3 separate regions of the Sus scrofa genome follow, and all the other regions are linked to region 3. Evidence: chromatin contacts called from public Hi-C and HiChIP or PLAC-seq data. All regions are on one chromosome and are shown on one strand. The core of a region is the stretch at or near the end of the contact, and the rest is flanking DNA. Distances in the headings are between cores, read along the strand shown. Region 1 overlaps TG (thyroglobulin). Region 2 has its middle 19 kb from the start of ST3GAL1. Region 3 overlaps WISP1 (WNT1-inducible-signaling pathway protein 1).

Region 1 (2,700 bases), core at 58-2,557, 170 kb before region 3:
CTGGGATTCACCACCAGTCTCACCGTGCCCTGGGGACTCTAGGGCTGCATCAGAGCTCTCGGGGCAGGAAGAGCCATTTATTGGAGTGAGGGCTGCATAGATAACGATCTCTGCCTCCCCTTTAATGCCAGCAGCACTTGCAAACCCTGGCCTGCGCCCTGTCCGGAGCCCTTTCTCACCCTGGTTACTGCCTCCACCTTTCCCACCACCCCCAGGGCAGCACGGAGGCCTGGACCTGTTCCAGCGCCACTTGCCCGCCCACATGTCTTTCCCTCCATGTCCAGCTGGCACCTACTGCACCCACGGCGGTGGTAGGGCAGTCCCTCGTCAGGCAGCCGTGGCAGAGGACAGACACACCAGGCCAAGGGCTGGCTCTGCCCTTGACTGTCCATGTGACCTTGAACAAAACCCTTCCTTTCTCCAAGTCTCAGTTTTCTCCTCTGTAAAATGGGAATTTTTACCCAACTTCCAAAGTGACGGTGAGGCTCAACTGAGGTGCTCCGTGTGAAAGGGTATAGAGGCTGTGATGGGCTTTGCGAGTCAAGGTCAGGCACTGAACTTCGTGTCTGTTCTCATCTAAGACCTGGAGCGTGTCGCTTGCTGAGTATGGCTGGATGGGTAGGAGGTTGCATGGCCACAGTGATGGAGTCCTCTAGAATGTGGGTGAGCCGGGCAGGCATCCAGCATAGCGGAAGTCTGGGAAGGCTGGGGAATGCGGGCTGGGTGGGCCACGTGGCAGGAGGCCCTGAGTGTTATAGAAGATTCCAGGCCTGCATGAGGAACCTGGAACAGGCTGCGAGTTAAGGCGAAAGGCAGCCGAGTGCCAATGAGGGGAATGAGGGTGACGAACAGATTTCAGATTTTCCTTCAGGGGAGCGGAGGCCACTGCTGGAGCACCGCACGCTCTGCCTGCGTTTTCTTTCCCTTTTTTTGAACACACGACTGACAGTCTGTTAAGTCAGTAGCTCCTTTGGCCAAAGAGATGGTGTGAAACTCAGAATCCTCCCCGTGGCATTCGTTCAGGTGGAGCCTTCCACCGACATGGCTGACTCTCAGGCTTAGAGCATTTCCAGACAGAAGAGAGTGCATTTCCATATGTCATCCATCTGGGAGGGGGTGGGATCGTGATGTCATGGGCTGTCATCTTATTGAGAATTCTGTGGGCTTCTGGGAAGGCAGGCTCATTTTTGCTGCCGGCAGGGCAAGTGTCGGGGGAGGCAAAGGAAACATCCAGAACACCCAGTCCTTCTCACTCCTGACTTGCAACACTGCCTGTTCCTTAAAGCAAATTGTCAGCAAAGAGGGAAGGAAGGTTAGCAGCCCTCTTTCCTGGATTTCATCATTTCACCCTCAAGGCACAGATCAGCACCCCGTGGCCATTTCACTGATGAAACACCGAGGCTCAGGGAGGCTAAGGAACTTTGTGTCCACAGTTGTGAGCAGCTATAAGTGGCATCCTTGGTGTTCATTAAATCCCACTGATGAAACACTCAGAAGTATATTGCTGCCCCCCCCACCATGTTTAGGAACGCCCTTCATTCTTCTGTGTGGGATCAGCCTTTTAAATTCCTGTAGCCACAAGCAGCTTTGCTTTGCTTTGCTTGATTCCCTAGACCTCCTGGTATTTTCCACATTCCAGAGCTTTCACGTCTCTGCCTTCAGCCTCCCTGCAGTTCAGCCCCTAGGGGAGCCATCATTCAACATCATTCAGTCAAGAAACTAGAGGGTGGGGGGCACTGGGATACAAACACTGGCTTCCTGACAGCAGACACAGCCTACCACCCGCTGTTGGCACAGAGCATCCTGTATCCCATGGCAAGGCCCAGAGCAGAGGGATGGTACTCACAGCCTAAAGGAACGCTTAGGAGGGAGAAGAGAGCAGGGGCGATTCAGCTAAGCCCCCAGTAAACTTCTGACACAAGTACATCATCCCCTTCCCCCTTAAAAATCTACATAGGAGTTCCCACTGTGGCTCAGTGGGTTAAGGACCCGACATAGCCTCTGTGAGAATGTGGGCTCAATCCCTGGCCTTACTCAGAGGGTTAAGGATCCAGTGTTGCTGCAAGCTACAGTGTAGGTCACAGATGCAGTTCAGATCTGGCGTTGCTGTAGCTGTAGTGTAGGCTGGCAGCTGAAGCTCTGATTCGACCCCTAGCCTGGAAACTTCCATGCCACAGGTGCGGCCCTAAAAGGGAAAAAAAAATTTAATTGAAAAAATTTTTTAAAATAGAGAGAGAGTTTTTTTGTTTATTTGGTTTTTTTTGGCCTCACCCAAGGCATGTGGAAATCCCGTAGGCCAGGGATCAAACGCCAGCCACAACAGTGACAATGTCAAATCTCTAACTACTGGGCCACCAGGGAACTCCTATAATGGTTTTAAGTTTACAGAATAACTGAGCAGAAAGTCCGGAGTTCCCAAGTACGGCTTCTTGCCCTGCCTATTTCCCATCAGCACCCTGCCCCACTGCAGCACGGTCGTTACCCTTGCTGAGCCCGCAGTGATAGGTCATTATTGGCTAGAGCCCTGCTCTACAATGGGGCTCACTCTGTGTTGTACAAACGTGTCATGACCCGTGTCCGCCGTTCACGAGAATTGCTTCACCGCCTGCCCTGAAACTTCCCTGCGCTCCACCTCCTGGCCCCTCCCCCTTTCCATTTTAAATACTTGGAAAGTGCAGCTCAGGACACAGGTCTGGAAAA
Region 2 (2,700 bases), core at 101-2,600, 170 kb after region 3:
CCAGCCAGCTAGTGCCACAGCAGGAAGGGAGGCAATCGCCACAGCCCAGCAAGGAGAGGTGGCCGAGCTGGAGGGCAAGGGCAGGGCTGGGGCAGGACCTTGGCCCCCTGGGCAGGGACCTGGTTTCCCAGGGACCCGGTGCCCTGGGAAGAATCTGCCCAGAGGCATCTCCTGATCAGCTGGGCTCTTTCCCAGCTTCCCACCCTCCGCCGAGCCTACGTGCATCGGACGGGGAAGCCTGACTCTTTCGCAACCGGGACCTGGAGAGGCTGGCCCGTGCATTTTCCGTCTTTATTCGGAAAGCTCAGCTGGTAAAGGGAAGCCACGTGTGTGCAACAGGAAGTCGGGTTTCCAGGACGTGCCTGCAGTCACAGCTCTATTTCTGGAACAATTCTATGGGCTCAGATTTCTTTAGAAAACCTAAGTTTAAATGAAACCCTGACAGCCAGCTTTTCTCTCTCATTGTTTCTGGTCCTGACCCACCACCCCCACCTTCCCTCCTCTTCCATCACAGAGCTCTGGCTGTGAGGAATGTGTAACCTGAAGGCCTTCCTTCAGGGCTTCTAGAAGAATCCCCCCGTCGGACACAGGGCTGCTCCTGCCTTCACTGGGGAGTCCGCAGTGGAAGAAGGATCTGCACAGAAGGAGCCCGGCGAAGGGAATAAGCACAGGAACACACCCAGCTCCTGGTCCACACTGCAGCCCTTCGGATAGCAGGAGGCATTGATGGAGCCTAGGCTGGGGTCCCTCCCTAGGGTCTGGGCTGGTCCGTCTGCCATTCCCTGAGCCCACAGCATGGAGCCCTTGGCCCAGGCAGACTCGGGTCTCACCAGGGCAGGACCAGGGGGCCTCTCACCAGCCAGCTCCTTGATGTGGGTGACGTCAGGGAAAGACGTGGGTGGAGACACTGCCCCTCTGAATCCCAGATGCTCCACCACATCTCCCAGCCTCCCGCCCCTTGTTGGGACCACGTGGGTAGCTCTGGCCCCTGGACCTTGAGCGGAAGCTATGGGTGTCAACTCCAGGCAGAGAGAGTTAAGAATGAGTGAGTCAGACTTCCCGTCTCAGCAGAAATGAACCCGAGGATGCAGGTTCAATGCCTGGTCTTGCTCAGTGGCATAAGGATCCATCGGGATGTAGGTCGCAGACGCGGCTCAGATCTGGCTTTGCTGTGGCTGTGGTGCAGGCCGGCAGTTGTAGCTCCGATTCTCCCCCTAGCCCGGGAACCTCCATCTGGCACGGGTACGGCCCTAAAAAGACAAAAAAAAAGAATTAGTGAGTCATCACCCCCCCTCCCTTTGCCCGTGACCTTGAAGGCCACCGATTGAAGTTGGAGTTGGCACAAGATGAAAACAGCTAGGGGACCCAAGTCACCACAGGGAGAGATTGCCAAACCCCTCAGACTGTGACACTGCAGGGAACAAACCTTGTTATTCGGTTGTAAGTCACTGGGAGGTAGGGCTTACTGGTGGCCGCAGCACTAGCCTGACAGAGCCAGGTCTGACCTTGAATCCTCCTGATCCCTTACAGAGTGTGTGGCTGCAGCAAGTAACCAAGGTCTCTGAGCCCCAGACCTTCCACGAAGGTGGCAACGCCATCTCACCCTTAGGCCTCTTGTGAGAACGAAGTGAGAAAATGCATCACGAAAGCCTGGCACACAGAAAGGACTCAGAGGCTGGGATGCTGCCTTCTTGGCTTTATAGCTACTCTGTCATTTAATACCCACTTTACAGATTGAGAAACTAAGGTTCCAGAGGTCCAGTTGTGGCTCAGTAGAAACGAATCCAGCGAGTATCCCTGAGGTTGTGGGTTCGATTCCTGGCCTTGCTCAGGGGGTTAAAGATCTGACGTCACCATGAGCTGTGGTGTAGGTCATAGAAGAGGGTTGGATCCCAAGTTGCTATGGCTGTGGTGTAGGCCAGCAGCTGCAGCTCCAATTTCACCCCCAGCCTGGGAACCTCCCTATGCCATGGGTGCTGCCCTAAAAAGCAAAAAGAAGAAGAAAGAAAAGAAACTAAGGTTCCAAGAGATCAGGCTTTGTAACACATAGGTTACAAAGCTATGAGTCTCAGAAAAAGAGTAAGAGTCTGGGAGTTCCCACCGTGGCTCAGCAGAAAGGAATCTGACTAGTTTCCATGAAAACACTGGTTAGATCCCTGGCCTCGCCTAGTGGGTTAAAGATCTGAGCTATGAGCCGTGGTGTAGGTCGCAGATGTGGCTCAGATCTGGCATGCTGTGGCTGTGGCATAGGCCAGTGGCTACAGCTCTGATGGGACCCCTAGCCTGGGAACCTCCATATGCTGCGGGTATGGCCCTAAAAGCCACCCCTCTTCCCCCCAAAAAGAAGAAGAGGGAGATCTGAAGCTAGTGAAGTTCTGAGGCCCAGAGTTCCAGGCCTGAGGCCAGCTTTGCAATGGGACACCATTCAAAGCTTTTTAGCCAGTTGACATTTGCTCGGGTTTGAGCTTTTCCGGCTGCATCCAGGCTTTCCCCCCTTGACTCACTTCTCTTGGCTGAGTGGCAGAGATCTCAACGCCCTTCCTTCTCTGGAGGGTGTGGACCTAATATTCTCTGGTGCCAAATCTTTCTACTTCTGACCTGGACTTGTGTGTTTTCTCTTGTGGTTTTCCAGCCCCTTTGGTCCCAACCCAATGGTGCTGAAAATCTGGCTGAAGGTGATTCCATTGCACCCTCTGGTGG
Region 3 (2,700 bases), core at 201-2,700:
ATTCAAAAATTTTTTGAAAAACACTCTGTGGGCCAAACTAAATACATCTGTGGGCAGAGAGTGACCTCTGAATTGGACTGTTTGGCTATTTTGGTTGTACAAACAGGATTCTGCATTCAGTGCAGAGGGGTCAGGCTGGAAGGCAGTGTGGTTTGCTGGAAGGACTGTGAAATGTACAGGCAGATGGACTTGGGTTTGGAACCCTGGCTCTGCCCCTCGCTGGTTACGTGACCTTGGGCACGTCACGTAAGGAGCTTGATCTAACCAGCCTTGCGTGGTGGTTGGACTTAAACAAAAGATTTCAGTAGGGCCTAAAATGTGACTGGCTGCTCGTGGTGACTGCCTCGTTTGCCTCAATTGTCCTCTGTAGAGGTCACCTTAGCCCAGTCCCCATCATCCGCACAATTTGGGAGCAGGTTCTGCTTCTAAGCTCAGACTCCCCAGTCGGATGGAGTAGACAATTCATGCATGTTGTTGGGAGCTAGACAACCTGAGCTGGAACCCCAGTGTCATCACTAACTAGCACAATGGTTTTAGGAAGGCTGCTTAACCTTTTTAAGTGTCAGCTTCCTCATCAAGGAAAATGCAACAAATAATGCCTACCTCCTTGGGTGTGTGGGAAGCTGAGTGCCTGATACAGAGCAGAGGCCCAGTGCAGGGTAGGACTCACCCTACCATCCGTCCATCCATCCATCCATCCATTCCCTCCATGAACACAGGTTCGTGATAATACAAGACGGGGTGACAGTAAGGCATGGCCCGCTGTCCCTCCTCTCATGCAGCAGACAGACCCCCAGGAGGGTGGGTGAGGGCTGTGAATGTCCAGAGGACACAGCAAGGTGACTTGAATTCCTGGAAGTTCCTCAATCAGAGGAAGGCTCAGCAACGCGTGCCTGGACTTGCCAGTCAGGATGGTGAAGGAAACTGGCGAGAAGCTGGTCCTTCAATCAGTGAGAGAGCAGGCGAATGAGGAAGGGGAACCAGAGTCTGCTGATGAGACCATCCGCAGCTGTCATACGGATTCATCCATCCCTTACCCGCACCCCAAGCTTTTCAGATGCAGAGGTTCCCAGTTCTGCCGAGAGGCTGGATTCACCAGGACAGTTACCAAGGGCACACAAATAAAAACACCACAGCCCAGCTCTGCCCCCTTATACCCATATACCGGGACATGATGCGGGCATCAAAATGTTAAAGAGCTTCTCTGGCCGTGCCATGGGGCGGCCCATGATGAGAACCACGGTGCTGAGGGCTCCCAGGCACCCAGCACTCCTTCTCCACACACAGAGGCAGAGATGGGCTCCGGCACAGTCCCTTCCCTCCCGCCACCAACACACATGCGCGCGCGTGCGCACACACACACACACACACACCCGCTTGCACCCGCTCCCTGGAGCCAGAGGGCGCCACCGGGAGTGACTCATGAAGCAAAGATGAGTGATTCACCCAGCACTTCCTCCGCTTTGTTTTCCTATATCCCCTCCCCCACTGGTGTCTGGTGGAAGGAAACGGACCCTGGAGTCAGCTCCCCCGGGCCTGGGGTGCAGCTTCATCGGTCGCCAGCTGGGTGACCTTGAGCTGATGAATCACTATCCCCCCTGAGCTCACTGTCCCCCAAAGGAAGAAAACAAAGCTTCCCCGCTACGGTCACTGCCAGGAGCACACGAGATGATGTATCAGGTGGTGCCTGGCATGAGGTCAGATGGGCAGTGCCACCCCCTTTCCTGTCTGCACCTCCTCTGGCAAAATCACCTCCCAGGAAAACCAGCGGTCACCCCCAACATTCCCATAGGCTGTGATCCTGCCCCTGCTGCTCTGCTGAGTCGAGCTCTGTCGCCTTGGGCACGTGACTCGGCCTCGGTGACACTGGGGTTGCTTTAGGTGAGAATGAAGGTGATGACGTGTGCATGCGAAGGCTTTCTTATATGACGAAGTCAGCAACGCCAGGAAACTTAAGATAAAGTGGGTTGGGTGACCAAGAACCTTCACTCCTGTTAGAAGGATTTTTTTCTTTCTTCTTTTTTTTTTTTTTTTTTTTGTCTTTTTAGGGCCACACCCACAGCACATCAAAGTTCCCAGGTTAGGGGTCAAAGCAGAGCTGCAGCTGCCGACCTACACCACAGCCACAGCAACACCAGATCCGAGCTGCATCTGCAACCTGCACCACAGCTCAAGGCAACACTGGACCTTTAACCCAGCGAGTGAGGCCAGGGATCAAACCCACATCTTCATGGATACTATAGTGTGTTTGTAACTGGCTGAGCCACCACGGGAACTTCTGGGATTTTTTTGTTTGTTTGTTTGTTTTTAATGGCTGCATCTGTGGCCTATGGAGGTCCCCGGCCAGGGACTGAACCCCAGCCATAGCTGTGGCCTATGCTGCAGCTATGGCAACACCAGATCCTTTAACCCACTGCACCAGGCTGGGGATCAAACTCATGCCTCTGCAATGACCTGAGTCGCTGCAGTCAGTGTCATAACCCACTGCACCACATCGGGAACTCCAGCGATTATTATTATTATTATTATTATTATTAACCACCTTCAGGCGAAGCCAGGAGATAAGCTTCAACTCCTGGCGGACTGCAGATGCCAAACTAACTCTCCTCGGGTGGACGCTCTTGCTGCCCTAGGCGCTCTGCCTCCGCTTCCAGACACTGTCCTCAGGGCCCACCTGACATCAAGAAAGGGACTGTGGCC

What was found. Hi-C and Micro-C count contacts between places; a contact is called where the count stands out from the background. HiChIP or PLAC-seq counts read pairs in DNA pulled down with a chosen protein or histone mark.
Region 1: an H3K27ac HiChIP or PLAC-seq map of alveolar macrophages shows a contact between it and region 3. The contact joins two enhancer-like sites. A contact is called at or near these places in 7 of 47 Hi-C or Micro-C datasets (embryonic fibroblasts, fetal skeletal muscle, heart right ventricle and 2 more) and 1 of 2 datasets of contacts at active chromatin or transcription factors (alveolar macrophages).
Region 2: a Hi-C map of retroperitoneal adipose tissue shows a contact between it and region 3, with 3 times the contacts expected there. The contact joins two enhancer-like sites. A contact is called at or near these places in 4 of 5 promoter capture datasets (fetal liver, fetal skeletal muscle and liver), 37 of 47 Hi-C or Micro-C datasets (adipocytes, adipose tissue, alveolar macrophages and 18 more) and 2 of 2 datasets of contacts at active chromatin or transcription factors (alveolar macrophages and skeletal muscle).

The regions. Positions count from the first base shown.
Region 1 is chr4:8,257,623-8,260,322 of Sscrofa11.1, reverse strand. The region is part of intron 39 of TG (thyroglobulin); the gene reads left to right. Among named protein-coding and RNA genes, the nearest start is that of MIR9795, 18 kb to the left of the region's middle. Within about 2 kb of position 1,307, at least 16 of the 83 cell types and tissues checked have an H3K27ac peak or open chromatin away from gene starts, as enhancers often do. A contact at or near this core is called in alveolar macrophages, where this site is marked.
Region 2 is chr4:7,913,946-7,916,645 of Sscrofa11.1, reverse strand. No RefSeq gene overlaps it. Among named protein-coding and RNA genes, the nearest start is that of ST3GAL1, 19 kb to the right of the region's middle. Within about 2 kb of position 1,350, at least 28 of the 83 cell types and tissues checked have an H3K27ac peak or open chromatin away from gene starts, as enhancers often do. A contact at or near this core is called in adipose tissue, alveolar macrophages, retroperitoneal adipose tissue and 1 more, where this site is marked.
Region 3 is chr4:8,088,646-8,091,345 of Sscrofa11.1, reverse strand. All of the region lies in intron 2 of WISP1 (WNT1-inducible-signaling pathway protein 1), which reads left to right. Among named protein-coding and RNA genes, the nearest start is that of WISP1, 21 kb to the left of the region's middle. Within about 2 kb of position 1,450, at least 18 of the 83 cell types and tissues checked have an H3K27ac peak or open chromatin away from gene starts, as enhancers often do. A contact at or near this core is called in adipose tissue, alveolar macrophages, retroperitoneal adipose tissue and 1 more, where this site is marked.